3 separate regions of the Mus musculus genome follow, and regions 2 and 3 are each linked to region 1. The links are chromatin contacts, called in public promoter capture Hi-C maps. All regions are on one chromosome and are shown on one strand. Each heading gives the region's core, a stretch centred on a gene start, on an enhancer-like site or on the middle of the called end of the contact. The rest is flanking DNA. Distances are from core to core; before and after follow the strand shown.

Region 1 (3,706 bases), core at 601-3,100:
GGGTCTGGCTGTCGCCATTCTTGGTTATTCTGGATTCTTTTCACCCTTCTCCACCCCTTTCCTACCCTTTCCACCCCTGAACACTAGATAAGAGAAAAAAAGGATAGGAGAAGAAAGAGACCCCTGAATAAAATCAGGGTTCAGAAAGGGGCAACATTATCATTAGACTACTTCCTGCTGATTAGGGGTGATGAGTTCCTTGGAGCAAGTTTGATCTTCTCAGCCAGGATATCTAATTTCTTCACCCATGACTAAACAAATTGCAACCAACAACCCATCATGCCTCTTGGGGCCCTAGCATTTATACCCTCTGAAAAGACACCAGAATTCCAAATGTCACACACAAACTATCTGCAGCTGGCAAAGTCATGCCCTTGCCAGAGCACAAGGCAAATCATGGTTGATGCGAACCATCTGAAGCAGCCTCATATCCCACACCTGGGATTAGAACGAAAACGTGTTCTTATATTTCCATTAAAAAAAAAAAACCAAAATTCCAAAATTTTTACTATACCTGGCCTCAATATATTTCCTATACCTTAAGTCTCACCTCTCACATCTTTTCCTCTTTGCTAGTTATTTTTAGAAGCTGGGTCATTTGTCCCAGGTGAGTTTCTGCTTTGAGGGAGTGGGAGTTGGGGAGGCAGGGAAGGGGTTGGCCAGAGGTTGGGGTGGAGTCCTTGCTAGCTCTCCAGCTAACCTTTTGAGTCAGGGTTTTCTGATGAACCCAGAGCCAGGTGATTAGGTTAGTCTAGCTAGACAGCTTGCCTGAGGGATCCCCAGCCTCTGACTTTGGAGTGCTGAAGTTACTGAGCTGATGTCACACCCCCTTAGCATGTTTGTGGGTGCTGGGGATCCAAACTCTAGTCTCCACCCTTTCATTCACTGAGCTGTACCCCAGCTTCCCTCAACTTTCTGTGGAGACCAGAGTAGCCGAGAACTCCTGATCCCTCTCTCTGCTTCGAAGGGTTGGGTTTACAGACACCCACCAAGATGACAGACTGCCTTTGTTTTCTTTCTTTTTTAAACAACAAAGTATTATACCTCACCCTTTCTCCCATTATTTCATTTATTGATTTCCCCAGTCAGCTCCTATCTGCAATAGACAGCATGGCCTACATATTGTGACCTTGTTTCATAAACAAATTCTATGTAAACAACACTATATAGATGTGTTTCTGTGTTTTTGCTTGTTTTTGATTTTTGTTTTGGTTTTTCTAGACAGGGTTTCTCTGTGTGGTCCTGGTAGTCCAGGAGCGCACTCTGTAGGACAGGCTGGCCTCAAACTTAGAGATTCACCTTCCTCTGCCTCCCAATGGCTGGGATTAAAGGCGTGCACCACTACCAGCTGACTACTTCTGTATTTTGCCTCTTTAATTTGTACAGTTGTTTTGTAGCATGATTGTGCCACAAGCTTATTCATTTCTTCCATAATGGCCATTAACAAATCGAACTCCAATAGCCAAGGGTTACAGCTGGCAAGCCTTAACTTTCATAGTCTAACACATTCATTCCTCTTTACACTGCTCGCTTACCTTCTATTACCAGGAAGCTAAGGACTGAATAGTTGGAGACTAAATTAACAGCTGAGACTCCAGCAATCAGCGCTCTGTAGACTAGGTTTCTCTCTCTCTCTCTCTCTCTCTCTCTCACACACACACACACACACACACACACTGTGCTCTGCAGACTAGGTTTCAAACACACACACCGCTCACATTCACACAAAGTAAACCTGTGAAAAGATTCACTCCCGTTTTCAAATGTCCCTTCCCGGCCGCCGTCCCCTTCTAGTGCTCTAATCGCTAACTGGGAGACCCGGACTTCCGGGATGTCTAGGAAGTGGCTTTTCTCTGGGTAGGAGGCGGGGTTCCCCGGCACGCTGCCGAGTGTGCGGATGTCGTTGGGAATCCTGCTGACAGGCTGAGTGGACTCGGGCGGGACCAGTGACTATAGGTCTCCAAGGAGAGTCGCCTGAGCCTGTGGCCGTCCGTCCGGGAGGTGGTCGGTCATTCATCCGTCGAGTACGGCAGAGGAGCGAGGGCCCCTTGGGGGTCCTGGGATCCAGAGCCCAGGCAAGCGGGGTACCAGCCTGCAGTAACACCTTGGGCTGTCGCCGGCCTTTGCAGAACAGGGAGAATTCTGCTGCTCTCACACGGTGGCTCAGGTGACCGCTGCCATGGCTTTTCCCCATCGGCTGGACGCCCCTGAGCTTCCCGACTTCTCTATGCTCAAGAGGCTGGCTCGGGACCAGCTCATCTATCTGCTAGAACAGGTCAGTGCCTGCCGTGGCCGGCGCCTTTACTGCGTCAACAGTGTGGCCCTCAATGTGACTTCTTCCTTGCTGAGTCCCTTGGTTTTTTTTCTTTGAGCTTCTGAGACAGATCCAAAATGGGGCGGTCAACAGGAAAAACCAGAGTAGTAACAGTTGCTTGAGACCTGGCCAGAGAATAAATGGAAATTGCCAGCCTCTGTGCAAATGAAAAAGACACACTTGTGCCAGGCATCACTGGAGATGGAAATACAGTTGAAATACCTCTGTCACTAGTTACATTCCAGGAGATGCCCTATGAAATAATGACCCCTAAAGGGTGCTGGATGGTAAGTGAATTCTAGACTTCCGGAAAAGTTTAGAATAAACAACAGCTGGGGCGATCTAAGAGTTTCCTGAGATCTAGAGTTTGAAGAATAGACATGCTTTCTCTGGAGCAGGAACATCGTGCACATTCAGGCAGTTGGGCTGCTAGATGGGAAGCCTAGCAGGGAAGGACCGGTGCATGAGCAGAGGAAAGAGCTAACAGAAGTTACACTGTAGGTTGGAAATAAAGTTCAGTGGTTAGACAATTGCCCAGGCAGGGTTCTCGGTTTCATCCATTGTTCCCCATGGGAAAGAAAGGGTGGTCGTACACACCTTTAATCCCAGTGCATTCATTCCTTCACAGGCAGAGGCAGGCAGATCTCTGAGTTTGAGGCCAGCCTGATCTACAGAGTGAGTTCCAGGACAGCCAGGGCTACATAGAAAAACCCTGTCTTGAAAAACAAACAAACAACAAAAATCAAACCCAAACAAACAAATTACACAGCAGGCTGAAGACCCACACCCATTTGTAGTGTGAAGCAATGTTTGCCATAGTGGTTTGTAACGAAGAGCAATTGGACAGCAGGCTAGTTCAGAGAATACTGATTAAAGTAGTAAAAGCTTACAAAAAACTGATGGCAGTAGAAAGGAGAGAAATGATGGGGTTTGGTTGTTGGTTTTGTTTCTTTAGGTCGTACTATGTAGCCCAGGGTATCCTCTGGCAAAACCTCTGATTCAGCCTTCCCAAGTGCTAGCATTACAGGAATTTGCCAGCACACCTGACTTGTGATAGATTTATAAATTACAGTGAAAGAACATTCAGAGATATTGATTAGTTGTAAATATTGAGGAAGTACCAAAGTTGACTTAGTCTGTGTTATTAGGACAGTAGTGTTGCTACTGTCATTGTAATGGTTTGCTTATTGTTATGGTTTGCTTATTGTTCATGGAAGCCTCTCAGGTATAGGAATAGTGTGTGTTCTGCCCAGCATCAAGTACTGAGCTGAGAATCAGCCACATAGCAGGTGCTTAATGAAAAATTGTTGTGCCAACATTGAACGAAACTGAAAAGCACACACGTGTAAGTCAAATGCATGTAGACACAAAATGCGCGTGGGCACACACACA
Region 2 (3,706 bases), core at 342-2,841, 1.5 Mb after region 1:
CTCCGTTTTCCACGCCTGTTCGTCTTCCATCGCCTATTTAGTAATGACTGTTTCTGTGACCTGCATCCCCACATCAGCACTGGCCTATTTTTGTTACATTGGTGTTTCTAAACTATGGCGTGGATAGTTTAGAACATAGTTCCACTGTTCATCCCACAAGTAGGTACCGAGTTATATACTAGTACTGAGTTATGTACGGTGTTATATACTAGTGTGATGTACAAATTAAAGGTGTGTATAAACAGGTAGAAAATGGTATTAACACATAAAGTTCTGAAGGTACTGTGGAACCCAGCAGAAGTAAAACTCATTCCCTGTAAAGTCTTAGAGAATGGATGTAATATCAATGTCAACATCTGGAGGTCGTGGTGGTGGTGAGGTGGTGGGGTGTGTGTGTGTAGGGGAGTGGCAATATTCTAAGCATAAGGGAACACTGGCAAGCTATAAAAACATAATGAGTATTCGTGAACTACTGCATTTGGTCTGCTTTACTGTGAGGGAATGAAAGAGAAATATCAGAAAATAGAATTTTGAATCCAAATTAAGATTGTTGGCCTTGGCAGCAAGGAGTTATTGAATATCTTGCATCCCAGTTGTGCTTGAATATGACTATAACTACGGCAGTTGTCTGGTGATATGCTGGTGAGGGGCAGTGACTTAGGAAGAAGGGCATCGGTGCTCTGTTCAGGGAGTGTAGAGAGAACTTGGATGAGGAGTCAGTGGGGATGGGAATGGATGAAAACCAGAGTCACAAGGACCAAATAACAGAACGAGACATCTGACCAGGGCGTGGAAAGAAAAGGTATTCTTTTTTTAGCTTTATTTTATTTATGAGTACACTATAGTTGTTTCCAGACACACCAGAAGAGGGCATCAGATCCCATTACAGATGGCTGTGAGCCACCATGTGGTTGCTGGGGATTGAACTCAGGGCTCCAAGAAGAGCAGTAAGTGTTCTTATCCTCTCCAGCCCTAAGGTATCCCATTTTGACACTAAACTTTCCAGGCTGATCGTATTCCCAAGAGGAGGGCAAGGTCCGGGGAGCAATCTGAGAAAAGTGGCTAGTCAACAGCTGGCATTGCCACACTTGCAAACAACCGAGAAGAGCGGAGACTTCGGGAGCGAGCGGAATACGGGCAGTGGAGGCGTGGGTTCGTCTCTGCAAACACACATAGACAACGGTGCGCAGGAGCCTTACTGCCCAGGCCGGCTAAGAACCGGGTGGGCATCGCCCAAGCAGAGCAGTCTCGTCTGCTCCTCCGCCCCGCCGCCCGGGCTCCGGCTTTGGGGTCTCCATTGACAAGCAGCCTTCCCTCCTAGTCCTACTCTCAGACTTCCCGTACCAGTGCACCAGGCACTGCCAGTTCGAGGGATTTTATACATGACGATATCCTCTCCCCGACGGTCACCAGGCACTGGCTGCGAATGACCGCACTGCCCACCATCGCCACTTTGCTCGACCCTGCGGAGCTTCCCTAGGGCCGCGCCAAGGTTCGAATGTGAGGGGCGTGGCGGGGGGGGAGGGGGAAGCGAGGATTTCTAGATCTCGAGAGACTTGGCACGAGACTCCGCCTTACACGCTCCGGAAGCGGAAGTCGGGTGGTTGAGGGATTCCTGAGCGTTTGTTTACCTTGGAGAGCCGGGTGGGGTGCGGCGGTGTGGACGCCCGAGGTCTCCAGTGCGTCCCATGAAGGGTGAGTACCGCACATGGCGGATGAATCTCCCACCCGGGGCGGCGGAGGTGATGGGGGCCTGGGGCCGGAAAGTGCGAGAGGCCGGAGGTCGCTGCCCCTCGGAGCCTCTTTCTCCGCAGCTCGGCTCCTGACGGCAGTTCTGGAAGGAGCCGCTTTGTCCCGGCCGTCGTCAGCCGCGCGTCGGCTGGCGGGCTGGGATGCGCAGTGGTTAGTCAGTCATCCTGCTCCGTGCTCGGGGCTCCGCTCTGGAGAGCAGCCGAGCCAGGGTCGGCCGACCGCAGGCAAAGCTCTGTGCGGTTCTCTATGTGGTGAGGAGGTTGGTGGGATCCAAGTGCCAGGAAGGCTGTCGGCCGCAGCGACAGAGAGCGCGCGGCCCCTGGTTGCCCGTGCCTGACCTAGCTTGTAGCTGGTGACGACCGAGGCGACGAGGGTCGTCGCCTCTCCGAGTTCCTCCGTGGAAGCTCGAGTTTCCTCGTAGGCTGCTAGGACTGAGATCCTTGGGTCTCTAATCCTGCCCACTCAGATCGAGACGTGTGTGTGCACAGCTCCTCTGCCCACGCACGCCTTTGCGGGGTGGGGAAGAATTGTCTGTCTGCGGGTTGTGTGTCTGTCTGTCTGCGGGTTGCGTGTGCTGGCGCCCGCAGAGGCCGGAAGAGGGCGTCTGTTCCCCTGGAGCTATATTACAGGCAGCTGAGAGCAGCGTGGGTGCTGCGATCTGATCTGTGGTCCATCGGAAGGGTAGTGAGCGCTCTCGACCACTGAGCTATCTCTCTGACACTTCCCTCATCTTTTGAGGTTTCTTCCAAGACCCCCTTCCCCCCAGCCGTATTTTCTTAATATTATTTATTCTATTATTTCTTTTATATGTTTATTATATAATTATATTTTATATATTATGTAATTGTGCTTTATGTGATTATTATACATATGTATTGTATATTTTTACATCATAATAACATTTTTCCCTTTCCTCCCTTTAGACCCTCCCTTTATCCCCTCAGCTCTTTCAAATTCATAGTCTCTTTAGTAATATGTAGATATATACAACCTGCTCAGTTCATATATTGTTACTTATGCGTGTGTTTTCGGGGCTAATCAAATATGGCATTAGAGAACCAGTTGGTGTGCTCTTCCCTTGAGAAGACTATTTCTCTTGCTCTCCGCATTCCTTGGTTGCCTGTAGTTCTTTGTTAAGGCCTCTTGACTTTTCCCTCTTCCACATTCTCTTGTCTTTTGGTAGTGTTGGCCTCAGCCCATATTTAATCAACCTAAACATTAAACAATATAGTTGTCTCAAATCCTTGGGTTAAGTAAAGCTTGCATTAAGGTTTTGTTTCAATTCCATTCTCATGAATAAGTATGAAGATACCTATGTGGTAGGGTATGGGGAAAATAGAATAAATTGTGCCTTTTCCTTGCCTTGTGAATGTCTGTCTTAATTGGGAATGGGGCATTCTTCTAGTGGCTTCTGTGGGTAGTTTGGAATTGTGGACACTTTTAATTAGTTGGGAGTTTTCCTTGTCTTATTTTGAGACAGTGTCTCTCTACATCGCTCTGGCTGTCCTGGAACATACTCTATAGACCAGCCTAGCCTCAGACTCACAGAAATCCACCTGACTCTTCCTCCCAAGTGCTGGGATGAAAGGCATGTGTCACTACCCTCAACCTAGTTGGATTTATTCTAAACTCATTTGGTTTTTGGTATTTAATACTAGTTTGCCAATACCAGGCACAAGGAGGTGTAATAAATAAGGTAGAAGTTAAGTAGTAGCCTGAAAGGTAAAATGTCCAAGTACTGTTTCTTGAACTTAATGAGCAATTGTAGTTGAATTTGGTTGGAATAAGGGCAGTACTGTTATAAATGCTTTACCTATTTTGAGGAAAGACAGGACAATGAAGAAGCTATCTTCCAGTTAAGTAGCCCATCCAAAGCGTCCTTGAAAGTGTGATTAGAAAGGAAAAATGACTTGAGGATATCGGGGAAGATGTGGTTTTAAGTTTTTAGCATGAT
Region 3 (3,706 bases), core at 684-3,183, 1.4 Mb after region 1:
CTATTTATCCAGCCTTTAGCCCCATCTCAGTTTATAACCATGGCTTGTACAGTCACATAAACTACAGAAGAAAATATATGGTAAAATGGCAGGGAGAGGTAAGAGCTACAAACCAGCCATTCGCTACAAGAAGTGAGTAATACCCATTTATTGAGTGATGTTAAAATGACATGAAAGACATGTGCTGCGTTTAAACAAAATGCCCAAGCTACTCCTCCCTGCTTTTACACAAACAAAAATTATTTTCTGGAATTTTCTTTGAGCTTTTATGAGTAAATGTTTTCATTCCCACAGACCTATTTTAACCCCAGAGTTTCAGTATTTGTTTCTGATTTGCAAGTAGGCTCACTGGTTTTGTGTCACCCGAGGGGGAGGGGCAGAGGAAGAGTTAAAATCACCAGGTCCTTTTACCTTCCACGTGTGCCAACTCCTTCCCAAAGCTTTTGTTTTTTAACTATGAAACCTGAGCGTCTCAAAGATTCCTTCTGCTCAAAGATGAGTTCTTTCATATCTGCTGAGAGATGGCTGAAAATGTTACAAAAATCTGCCTTCTGGGTAGGATGACTGTCTATCTCTGGCCTCCCAGTCGTCCAACATAAGTCTCTTGGATAGGCATCAATATTCCTAAGCAAACTTCCGATGGGCCCTCTGTCCCCCTTGTTCCATCTTGGCGTCCACAGCCATCTGCTCTCCTACCCGGAGCTCTACCTTGCTTGCCTCTGCTCCCTCCAAAACTCTACCAGCTCCACGGAGAAAGCCACTCCTGAGGCTTGTCTGGAGCTAAGCACAGTAAAGCCACTGCCCCATAGGGGCTGGTGGGGCCACCAGGGCGATCATGACTCTTCCCATGGCACCCATCCCCAAAGGGAAGCTAGTTCTCTAGACCACCTACACAGCAGAGGCCTCTGGGCCCCATGAAAGGCTGTTTGAAGAACACTGGGCTCAGCAGCAGAAGACAGACCTCTGATGTCCTTAACCATCCTCATGGCCAGTCAGGCAGTGGCCTAGCTTCTGCCGGTGAGCAACCACACACTAAGTATTCCCCTTTTACAAATGTATCAGCTGTTCAAGCTGGGAGAAGTCTCCCAACTAAACCGGCCTCAGTTTCCTCTTGTGGAGAGCAAGCACACAAACCATATCTCGCATAGAGACTGAAACACCATGAGTGTGCGCTCACATCGGCGAGCAGATGTAAAGAGTTACTGTGTTATTAGCACAGTGGCTCCTGACTCACAGCGCCTACTGCTCGGAGAGACGCCGAAGAGAAATCAATCCTGCTTTTAAAATTACTTTATATACTCAGGAGCATTAGTCACTTCAACTGAGTGCTCCAACTTCCCTCCCAAGCATCTGGAGCCTCACCTAGGTGCCTAACAGATTGTCGCATCTCAACGCTGCCTACAAGTCCACTATTCCTACGCTGAAGGGTTATTATTGGGTGTGTTTCCTTTCCAGGAAAACTTCGATTTCTATGTCGCTGGCTGTAAATGCAGCCGTGAAGAAAGGCAAACTGCTTTTCACACTCACAAACCCAGGCCCTGGAGTTGCTCGCGCTAGGGGCAAGGAGACCGCGGAATGGCCGAGGCGCCGAGACCAGCCCGGGTGCGGGTCCCCGCCAGGTGTCTCCGCGCCCGGCTGGCTGAGACGGGAAGGGCCGTGGGCTCCAGGCGCAAAGTCCGCGCCCAGGCCGGGGGCGCCCCGAGCTCCCGCCGCAGCACGCGACCGGCGGCCCGTAGCCCCTCGCGGGCGCTCCGCGAGCTCACTCACCCCATCTCCGGCGCTGCTCGTGCGGCCGCTCCGACGGGGCCCCTGGCGTTCGCTCTCCGCCCGCTCGGCAGCTGCTCCCCGCGCGGCACATGCGGCGGCCCGAGTGCGCCCGGCTCAGCCCCGGCGCCGTTCCATTCCGCCGGCTGCGCGGCTGCTCTGCCGGTGTCGGGGCCGCCGCCAGGCGCGGGCGGGCGGGAGGGCGGGGGCTGGGCGGCCGGGGGCTGGGCGGCCGCGCTCGGGCGGAGCCGCCGGTCCCTCCCGCCCGCTCCTTACGTAACCTCGTGGCCCCCGGGCCGCCGCCGCCCGCCTGGAGCTGGGGGCGCGGCAGCGTGTGCAGCGTCCCCCGCGCTGCCGCGCAGTCGCCGCTTCTTCCAGCAGCCCCCTCCTCTCCTGTGTCGACCCCGCACCCGCGCGCCCTGCCAAGCTTGGCGCCGCGCCTCGGACGGGATGTCCCACCTGCTGGACTTGAAGTCGCAGCTGGCAGGGACTTTTTGGCCACCTTTAGTTTGCAGATGAGGGAACCGAAGCCCCCCAGGGAGGAGAAATGATGTGACCAAGGTCACAGTCTCAGATTAGATCTCACGTCTCCAGAGTCTGAGATGGGCAGGACCACGATTTGCTCCCCACCCCATTTAATGCCCACCTTCGTCTTCCTGCCCACCTGTCTGGCTGAGTGGCCTTAAAATCCTGGAGGGTAAGATGGCAAGGAGGATTCTGTAGCCCAAAGCAGGTTCCCTGAACTCTTCCCTGGGTAAAGACAGAAACGCACACCCTCAGCATAGCGAGTTGGCAAAATTTGAGAGGCTTCCTTAAGCTTGGCTATGATTCCCTACCAAAGGCCAGCACTGGAGCCAACCTAACCATCACCCCACACTGGGCCTTCCACGGGATTGTCTTCGGCTGAGCACACATTGCCCACACAAGCCTGGCATCTCTGGACAGACAGGGACTGGGAGGAGAAGGCAAGGACAAGCAACTGGAATAGGGCCACCACCGTGCCCCTGCCCTCATTTCCCTTCAGGCCACTGTGACTAGCTACCTAGCTCCTTCACCTCACAAGAGCACCCACCCCATTTCTAAACGGTGGTCAGTAATTTCTGAAATACAAGTTGATCTGAGGCTCCCCTCCCACTGTCCTTGGGATGAGCCTGGCCAGTCCACTACCACCTCCAGCCCTCTCACTTTGCCCTTGCTCGCCGCACTCCAGCCAGCTGGCCATTCTCTCAGCCTACCCACGTGCTCTTCTTTCTGTCTGGGAAGATTTTTTTCCCCTTCATTCCTACATGTGCTTCAGATCACTGTTACACTGTCGCGTCCCTTAGGGGCTTAACCGAAGGCCGTGGATGGCATTGTTCCGGTCCATTTTTCTTCCTTGCACTTACTGTTAGTAGTATCTCGTGTAAAATTATTGGTTTAATATTCCAGACACACCTGCAAACTCTTAGAAAGATGTGGCTTTTTGCCCATAATTGTAACCTCTACTACCTACAATGGGAATTCAAAGTCTTCCACCAATATTTGTTGAATGAATAAGTAAACAGACCAAGCCCTATCTATACAAAATTGGTCAGGATCTGTGCACACAGGTGACTCTGTTTAGAGCCAAGACTAATGAACAGTCAGCCCCAGAGGAAGTTCTTCTAACACAAGCTGAATTCCAAAGACCAGGGCTGTGCCAAGGTGCTGAAGGGAAGGGGTCACTGGTAAAGTCCCAGAAAGAAGCCAGAAGTAGGAGGATCAAAAGCAGGAGCCAGCAAATGTGTGTTAGGGGTATGGAAAACAAGACTCTGAGCAAAGGAGCCCAGTGGTGTTCAAGCCCTGGCTGGGAGGTCCATCTCTTTGCTCCTCAGATAGACAGGGTGCACCCACATCACCTTGGCAGGATGCAATGAGGCCAAGCAGGTGGGGTGGTGAATCGCAGCCAGTGCTCTGTGGTTAA

Evidence for each region. Promoter capture Hi-C pulls out the DNA fragments that hold promoters and counts their contacts.
Region 2: a promoter capture Hi-C map of liver shows a contact between it and region 1, with 2.7 times the contacts expected there. The contact joins the promoter of Ramac here to the promoter of Vps33b in region 1.
Region 3: a promoter capture Hi-C map of liver shows a contact between it and region 1, with 2.2 times the contacts expected there. The contact joins the promoter of Homer2 here to the promoter of Vps33b in region 1.

What each region holds. Positions count from the first base shown.
Region 1 is chr7:80,267,805-80,271,510 of GRCm38.p6, forward strand. It overlaps Vps33b (vacuolar protein sorting 33B), which reads left to right and starts at 1,851. Exons shown (of 23, transcript NM_178070.4): 1 at 1,851-2,275. The coding sequence starts at 2,180.
Region 2 is chr7:81,761,362-81,765,067 of GRCm38.p6, forward strand. It overlaps Ramac (RNA guanine-7 methyltransferase activating subunit), which reads left to right and starts at 1,592. Exons shown (of 3, transcript NM_025997.2): 1 at 1,592-1,695.
Region 3 is chr7:81,704,992-81,708,697 of GRCm38.p6, forward strand. It overlaps Homer2 (homer scaffolding protein 2), which reads right to left and starts at 1,934. Exons shown (of 9, transcript NM_001164086.1): 1 at 1,768-1,934. The coding sequence starts at 1,772. Gm32579 (a long non-coding RNA gene) reads right to left here. Exons shown (of 2, transcript XR_391652.2): 2 at 3,161-3,706.